Linked DNA regions of Mus musculus: region 2 is linked to region 1. Evidence: chromatin contacts called from public Hi-C data. All regions are on one chromosome and are shown on one strand. Each heading gives the region's core, a stretch centred on a gene start, on an enhancer-like site or on the middle of the called end of the contact. The rest is flanking DNA. Distances are from core to core; before and after follow the strand shown.

Region 1 (3,894 bases), core at 919-3,418:
TTAAAGATCCATAATCAGTTACCGTAAAACATCCCACAGCAGCTTACATTTCTTACACAGAAACGTATCACTGAAAATCTATTGCACGGCGTTAAATAACAGCTGAGCTTTGGATTCCTTTTAACAGTCTCCCTCTCATTAGACTTCAAGAGAGCTGATGGCTCAATCCAGCCACACTTTTTTTTTTTCTTGCACACAGTGTCCTACTTCTACTAGAGGTAAATGAGTGAAGAACTGTTAGGACTAGATCCTTCTTACAGGGGATTGTTTTAAAGGAGAGGGGACCGTCCTCTCCTGTTAATGAGCAGCCTCTTGTTCTCAATAGGCAGTTTGCAAGCAAGACCACTGCTGACTTCAATGGGAATTCTGCCTCAGAAGTGGAGAACACAGAATAGGATTAAACTGGGCAAACTTCACACCACTACTTCAACTCCTCCAGCTCTCCAAAGGGTACAAAGACCTCTGAGGTTTGATGGTGGCTCTCAAACCAAATTATTGAAATGATCGCCCTAGCCCTAACAGGTGACATAGCCTTTCTCTCTCTCAAAGTTATGTCAAACTAGCAACCTGAGGGGGCTGCTGGTGCCTACCAAGATCCAGGATAACATTGCAAGGCAGCCCACCAGGGGCTGCAAGACAAACCAGATTTCTCACAGCAGGAGCCTGCAAACAAACTGAATAGCACAGGAAAACCTGTACAAGCACTGCAACTTCTAAACTTCATCTCCCACAGCCAAGAAACGGATCGAGTTTTCCTCAAATCCACGGGAATGTCTGACAGGGTAGACTAAAATGTTGCTAATGCAGCGTGATAAGGCAATGAAGAATACAGAGATAATGAACTCCCAGAAAGAAAGAAAGAAAGAAAGAAAGAAAGAAAGAAAGAAAGAAAGAAAGAAAGAAAGAAAGAGAGAGAGAGAGAGAGAGAGAGAGAGAAGAAAAGAAAAGAAAAGAAGAAAGACAGACAGGAAGGACTGAAGAAAAATGAGTGGAGAAAACTGAGACCGTTTTTGTTTTGTTTTGTAGCTAATCACAGAAACAAGAACATACTGCCCTGCACACCCCACATTTCACATGCAACAAAGTTCAAGAAACAGAGAGAATCTTGATTCCCAAAGGAGGAAATGTAAGTACAACTCCCCTAGATGCCACCGTGCCTACCACTCTCCCAGGAACCTTAAAAATCAGGGACAGCTGTTCAGGTGACAGATTTTCTGAAGGGCTTCCTCATTTTGTAAGGAAGCTCCACGGAGACCACTCCCCAAAATAAGACACCGGGGGAAGAGGGCGCTCTTCTAACTTCACCCCAAATAAATAAATAAAACTTGGCCCCGCCTGAGGCTGGCGTCTGGGGACATTTAATGACTAACGTCCACCGCAGACGTCTGGGGTTGAGGATGGGGGATCCCGAGATGCCAACCTCAACGCCACCGACTCGGTTATTTCCTCCTCGTAGCCCCTGACCTGCAGCTCACCTAAACTGCTCCCACCCCTCAGCTGCCAGCGCCGAGAAAAAGAAGCCATCGGGGGCGGATGGCCTGGTGTCCGAGCTGGAAGGCTCGCCGCAGAAAACGTGCGAGGGTGTCTGTCCTCAGCTCCAGACCGCACAGTGGGCGGCGGGGACAGAGGGTCGCCCGCGTTGGCCCGACCTGCGGCGCGCGTGGGGCTGGGTGGCTGGCGGGGCGCGCTCCCTCCCCGACTCCCGCAGAGCCCACGCGCGCCGCGGGCCCGCGTCTGGCGACCCTCGGGAGAGAGGGCGCGGCGAGCCCCCGGCACCCAGGATGGAGCCGCACGCCTCGGCAGGGCCGGGGCGCGAGAGCCCGGGGACGCCGCCGCGGTCCCCGCCCGGGAAGGAGAGAGACGGGCCCGCGGCCGCCCCCTCCCCCGCCCGGGATGGCCGTCCGGGCTTCCTGCCGGGGTCCGCTTCCCGCCTGCAGCGTGTCAGGACCCCGCCCGCCACTCCGCAGCCCGCTCGCCTCCTTACCCGGACACCGCCCCTCTCGAGCTTGCTCGCCCCGGGAACGCGTCCCGTTCCAGCCTCGGACGCCGCCGGCCCTCCGCACCCGCCGCCTCCACCCTCCTCTGGGTTTCAAATTGAAATTCCCTGACTGGGGCCGTCAGAGAACTCTCCGCGCAAGCCCCGCCCCCTCCTGGCGGAAGCCCCGCCCTCGTCCCCCGCCCGGCACGCCCCGGGCGCGGAAACCCCCGCGGGCAGGCCACGCCCCACGGCCAAAGCCACGCCCCCGGCGCCTGCTGGCGTGGGAGGGGGGCCTTCCCGAGGGGTTCGCGCGGCTCTCGGGCCCAGTGCCCCGCCGCAGGGGTGCGTTTCGCCCTCGGAGCGACCCTGGAGATAATGACAGCCAGTGCACGTGTGCGAGGCGTTCTTTCTGAGTATCTTGGCCTTAAATGCCCTCTCAACTTCGAAAAGTTCTTTCTTCGGAGTGCTTTCACTAACCAAACCTTCACTGGATGCCTTTTTCGTGGTAGACGGTAGAGCAGGTCCAGGAAACCGAATAAGGAAAGCCGGGTCCCCCCTCAGTCTGCAGTGAAAGAAGTGCTTTCACAGGATAGGCTTGAAAAGAATCCATTTATTCTTCCTGTGGGAGAGGCAGGAGAGATTGGGTAAACCCTGTGGAGGAGAGGCGCTTTGATGCTCAGCCTTACTAGTCAGGATATCTCCCGGCAGAGAATTGAGAACCTAGCTTGCAAAGTATAATGGGGATAAGGCAGTGACAAAAAATTAAAATAAAAAAATACACACACGTGATATGTATATATTATATATATGAATGATATAGATAGATAGATAGATAGTGGTAAGTTTTACACATTAGTACAATTAGACCTCAATCTCTTCTACTTATTTCATCTTTTCTGAGCATTGCATGTCAAGCTGTCAGAGTGGCAGCCCACTGCCTCCAGCATCTTCAACCCCACCCTGTGTTCTTCTAGTCATTTGCTTCCTCCCACCTCTAATAAAATCTTTAATGATTCACCTCTGCCAATTTCCTTCCTAAACATTGTAAAATTAGCAAGATCAAATTAACCATCAGTAGCAATGCCTTGCGTGTGGATACTTCCCAGGTAATGGCACACATGCAGGTGTTTTATCAGCTGGTTCCTCGCTATGAAAAGGGTACCTACATCAAAAAGAAAAGAGTTGGGGAAATAAATTACTTGCTAGAATCATCCTTGTAAATAATAAAATTATTGCTATAATAGCATTTGTTGTGTGTCAGGAACTTGAGTTGACTTAGTTGACTTCAGTCCCAGACGCTAAGAACACAAGGAGAGTTTGATAAGCTGTTTAATGAATACTGGAATCCTGATTACATACATTTCTAGCATAAAGAAGGCTTGGAATAATTGGTGTTGCTTTTCTGTTGCTATGAGGAAATGCCTGAAACAGATAACTTTGAAGAGATTTCCTCATGGCGCCATAGGCTTCTGTCCTTGGTCACCCAGTCCTTTACTTTGAATGGGTGGCAAGGTATCACGGCAGGGACCACATTGAGCAAACTACCTCATGGAATCTGAGAAGCAAGAATTGAGAGACTGAGGTCCTAATATACCTTCCACTGACATATACCCAGTGACCTAACCTCCTCCAACTAGGTCTCACATGCAAAAGTTCCCACCTCCCCACAGTATCATTAACTGGGGACCAAGCCTTTCAACCCAAGACCTTCAGGGAAATAATTAAGACCTGGTCCACAGAGGCAGCTCCCATAAACCAAACTTCAAGATCCAGTACTTTCCAAGACATTGAAATTAAATATCTGTAATTTGGATTCCATACTAAGAATAAGACATATTTCATTTTTGTTTGAGACAGATGTTCACCATGTTGATCATGTACTGGCTGGTTTGGTGTGTCAACTTGACTCAAGCTGG
Region 2 (3,894 bases), core at 995-3,494, 780 kb before region 1:
AAAAGCTGTACTCTATTATGCTGGAAAACCTAAAGAAATGGAGAATTTTCTAGATTCCATCAAATCACCTAAATTAAACTAAGAAAAGCCAATGGCAGAAATAGACCCACAAAGAAGTTGAAATGGTAACAAAGTTCTAACTAAAAATGTTCAGGTCCAGATGGATTCATAACAGAATTATATCAGACTTTCAAAGGAAATCTACAGCCAATTCTTCCTTCTTAAAACATTTCAAAAACAGAAACAGAAAGGGCATTGCCAAACTCATTCTATGAAGCCAGCATTATTCTAATGCTCAAGCCAGGTAAAGACACAAGAATAACGAGACAGCTGCAGGCCAGAATTCCTGGTGAACACAGATTCATAAATGCTCAGTGAAATACCTGCAAACCAAATACTGACATACATCAAACACATTATCATCCCCCATGACCAAGTTGGCTTTATCCAGGAGATACAGGGGTGGTTCAAAATACACAATTTAACACATGTTATAAACTGCATAAGTGGTTTGAAAGGTAAAAAAAATCACATGATCATCCCAACTGAGCAGAAAAAGCCTTTGACAAAAATCCAACATGTCTTCATGATGAAAAGTCCTAGAAAGAGTAAGTGGGACTAGAGGGAACATACATCAGTATCCATCATCATCGTCATCGTCATCGTCATCATCATCATCAATGAGGAATCCACGGCAAACACCATCCTAAATGGGGGAAAAACTTGAAGCAATCCCAATGAAATCAGGAACAAGACAAGGCTGCCCACCGTTCCCACTCCTTTTTGCATTGTGCTTGAAGCACCAGCTGGAGAAATAAGACAGAGAAAGAAATTAAAGGGTGTAAGGATGAATAAATAAAGCCTTAGCAAGGGAGGCAAAAATATTTATAGACTTGAAATGACTAAGAAAAGAATCAGTGGACTTTAAATGGATGATCACAAATGCCCCCATCTGACAGTCAGAGAAAAATAAATGAATAAAACGTGTATATATATATCCAGAAGCTATGGGAAAGTATCAAAATAGAATAGTGCTAAATTTAACCAATCTATAGGAAGTCAGTAAATGAAAGAAAAGATAACAAATAACAAAGAATAAAGTATCAAGATATATCTGACAATGGGAATTAAATTAAGGACAAATAGGGGTTGCTCAAAACAACTTTACAATATTCAAAAATTACATGGGAAACAGATGTCAAATTCGTGCATGTAAAGGCAATAAATAACATTAAAGTATTAAGAAACCACAACATAATATCAGGATGCATCCACTTGGATAACGAAAAACTCTGACCATAGCAAGGGCTGGAGGAAACTGTGAGAGACTAAATTCAACACTGACTGGTGACACTGTACACACAGAGAATGGTCTTGCCCTGATGAAAGACAGTATATCGACTTTTAAAAGGGCAATAGACTGATATACAGTACAGCTACCCTAATCGACGTAACTATCCAACTTAAATGAGAACATCTTCACATAGACAAGTTATAAGTGAGAACTTACAATAGCCTGAGCCTGTTATTGTAACATCCAACCATAGAAACATCCAGGACGTTCATTTTCACGTGAATGGGTGAATAAGCTATGAGGCAGTGACATGAAGAACAAGGAGCTCTTAATAAACTCAATAGCAAACATAGATCTTGAAATAATTATGCTAATTGTCATGTGTGTACAAGTATTTTTCCCATTCATAGAAAATTCAAGCTAGTCTAATTAATAGGAAGCAATTGGGCACCTGACCTCCAGGTATCTTGAGGTCAGTTCTGCATTCTGCACCTTGCTCCCTGGGAAACAGGGATTCTCACTTTTCTCTGCACACACCAAGAATGGTCTTGTCATATATGCATATTCACACATCCCTCCCCATGGATGCCCTTCTCCACAGTGCCCGCTCCTTACTGCTTTCTGGACCCTCATCGTACATCATTTGTTAATCCCAGTGAGCTCTTCCACCTGTATTGTGTTTCTTCAGAGTCTGAGCTGGGTAAAATGAGCTGTCTCTTTTGTGACGGTTGCTGTCTTAGTTTCCCCCACCCCTGCCCCTGCAACAATGGATTACAATACATGGAAGGTGTGGATTCCATCATGGGATTGTGTAAGCAGACTAGAAACCTCATAGTCATTCACGATATCATCTCTATGGTAAAATGAGCTGTATGTTCTAAATAAACCAACCAGAATCAGTTAATAGATGTGTAAGCTTGATATGTTTGAATAGACTGTTTACTGTGGAAGCCGCAGCTACAAACCACTAGGTGGCAGTGTGGTCGCGACTAGCTGGTGAACTGAAGATGGCGTGTTGAATCTCAAGCTACTGATTTGTTGTTGTGTTGTTGTTGTTGTTGTTGTTATTGTTGTTGTTTGACATTTAGAAGTCTACAATAGAAAAATGTTCATGAAATAACAGATGAAAAGCCAAACAGTGGGAGTCATGAGAACAGCCATTGACATAAGATAGAACTAGTTTACAGCAGTTATGAAATGTCAAAACATCAAATAATATCTCCTGCTCATCATCGATGTAATAACGTGCTAAAATGATTGTCTCTACAAGCATGTGCTAGGCACTGTGAAACATGGGCAGGTGAAAGAATATCGCGTTGATTTTCTCCTCTCATGCCTCACAAGAGCCAGGCTTCCTAAGCCCTCTGTCTGAGTTTTAGCCTCTGAACCCCACTTCTATTGGCCCACCTGTGTTCTTTGTTGTGTGCTATGTTCTTATTAGATGTAATTTTTTTTTGAAATATGATGAGAAGCATCTCCTGGAGCTATATTATTTATTTGGATCTTCCTGAACTTCTACACAAAGACAGCGTCAGACACACTCATAGTTTGCTCGATGAATGTTCCTTTCATGTTTAGGGGATGGTTGCTTAGCACCTGTGCAATGAAAATCTGGCCAAGGCTCCTGAATCTCAGCTCTCTCAACTTCATTTTTTGCTATCAGTAAAATAGGACAACAAAGTCAATCTTACAGAGTGTGACATTATTTAAAGGAGATCTTGACTTTTGTAATAAGTGCCAAGGGCCACATTAAGAGTTAGTTTTCCATCCAGACTGAAAGGGGAAGGGCAAAAAAGCACACGTTCCCGTCCCCTTCGTGTGTGCCTGTTAAGCACTGGATACAGCCTAGGCCCAATGAATATTTAATCAATGCATGAATAAATGAAGGACGAATCTATGAGGGTATACAGGAGAAGCACAGGGGGTGAGTTAATAAATGTGCTCTGGCATTTAACATCCTGGAACATCTTTATGACCACTTTAATTTTGCATGATTAAAAATAGAAACAATAGTAATAAATAAATAAATCCTTATAAATAAATTAAAAAGACCCTCAAAATATATCAACATGTAGATTCAGAAAATGTTGTTCAACATAAGGATAGTGGTTTAGAGTGATTAGGTGAATCCTTAAATACTTTAGGGGGTCGATACCTTCCTTGAAGATGACTAGGTAACCCTCTTATTTTCAGACTAGAAAGGCAGACCTTTGAATTTAATGCTCCCTGATCCCCCTCCCCGCCGCACAGTGCCATTTCAATTTGGCAAAAATCTGTATATGAAGATGCTGTTCATTCTGCCTGGCATTCAGCAGTGAAAAGATAGATACAGCGAGGAGAAGTGTGGGACAGTGTCCCATGGCTTCCTGCAGCGAGCATGGATAACAACAATTTATTATACATTTTATGAGCAACTGGAAGAGAGAAACTTCGAGTTTTTCAATGACGAAATGATAGATGTTTACAAAGATAAAAATGCTAAGTGCCCTGACTTAATCATAGCACATCATATGCCTGTATCAAATTATCACAGTGGACTCCATACATGTACAATAAAAATAACTGAAGATCGATTCACTTATTTTATGTATGTGTGCCTG

Evidence for each region. A called contact is a pair of places that touch in the nucleus more often than the background predicts.
Region 2: a Hi-C map of the N1E-115 cell line shows a contact between it and region 1, with 4 times the contacts expected there. The contact joins the enhancer-like site here to the promoter of Epb41l2 in region 1. A contact is called at or near these places in 4 of 39 promoter capture datasets (cranial neural crest, hippocampal neurons and liver) and 1 of 484 Hi-C or Micro-C datasets (the N1E-115 cell line).

The regions. Positions count from the first base shown.
Region 1 is chr10:25,358,072-25,361,965 of GRCm38.p6, reverse strand. Epb41l2 (erythrocyte membrane protein band 4.1 like 2) reads right to left here and starts at 2,168. Exons shown (of 20, transcript NM_001199265.1): 1 at 1,985-2,168.
Region 2 is chr10:26,137,996-26,141,889 of GRCm38.p6, reverse strand. No RefSeq gene overlaps it. Among named protein-coding and RNA genes, the nearest start is that of Tmem200a, 61 kb to the right of the region's middle. Within about 2 kb of position 2,244, at least 6 of the 459 cell types and tissues checked have an H3K27ac peak or open chromatin away from gene starts, as enhancers often do. A contact at or near this core is called in the N1E-115 cell line, where this site is marked.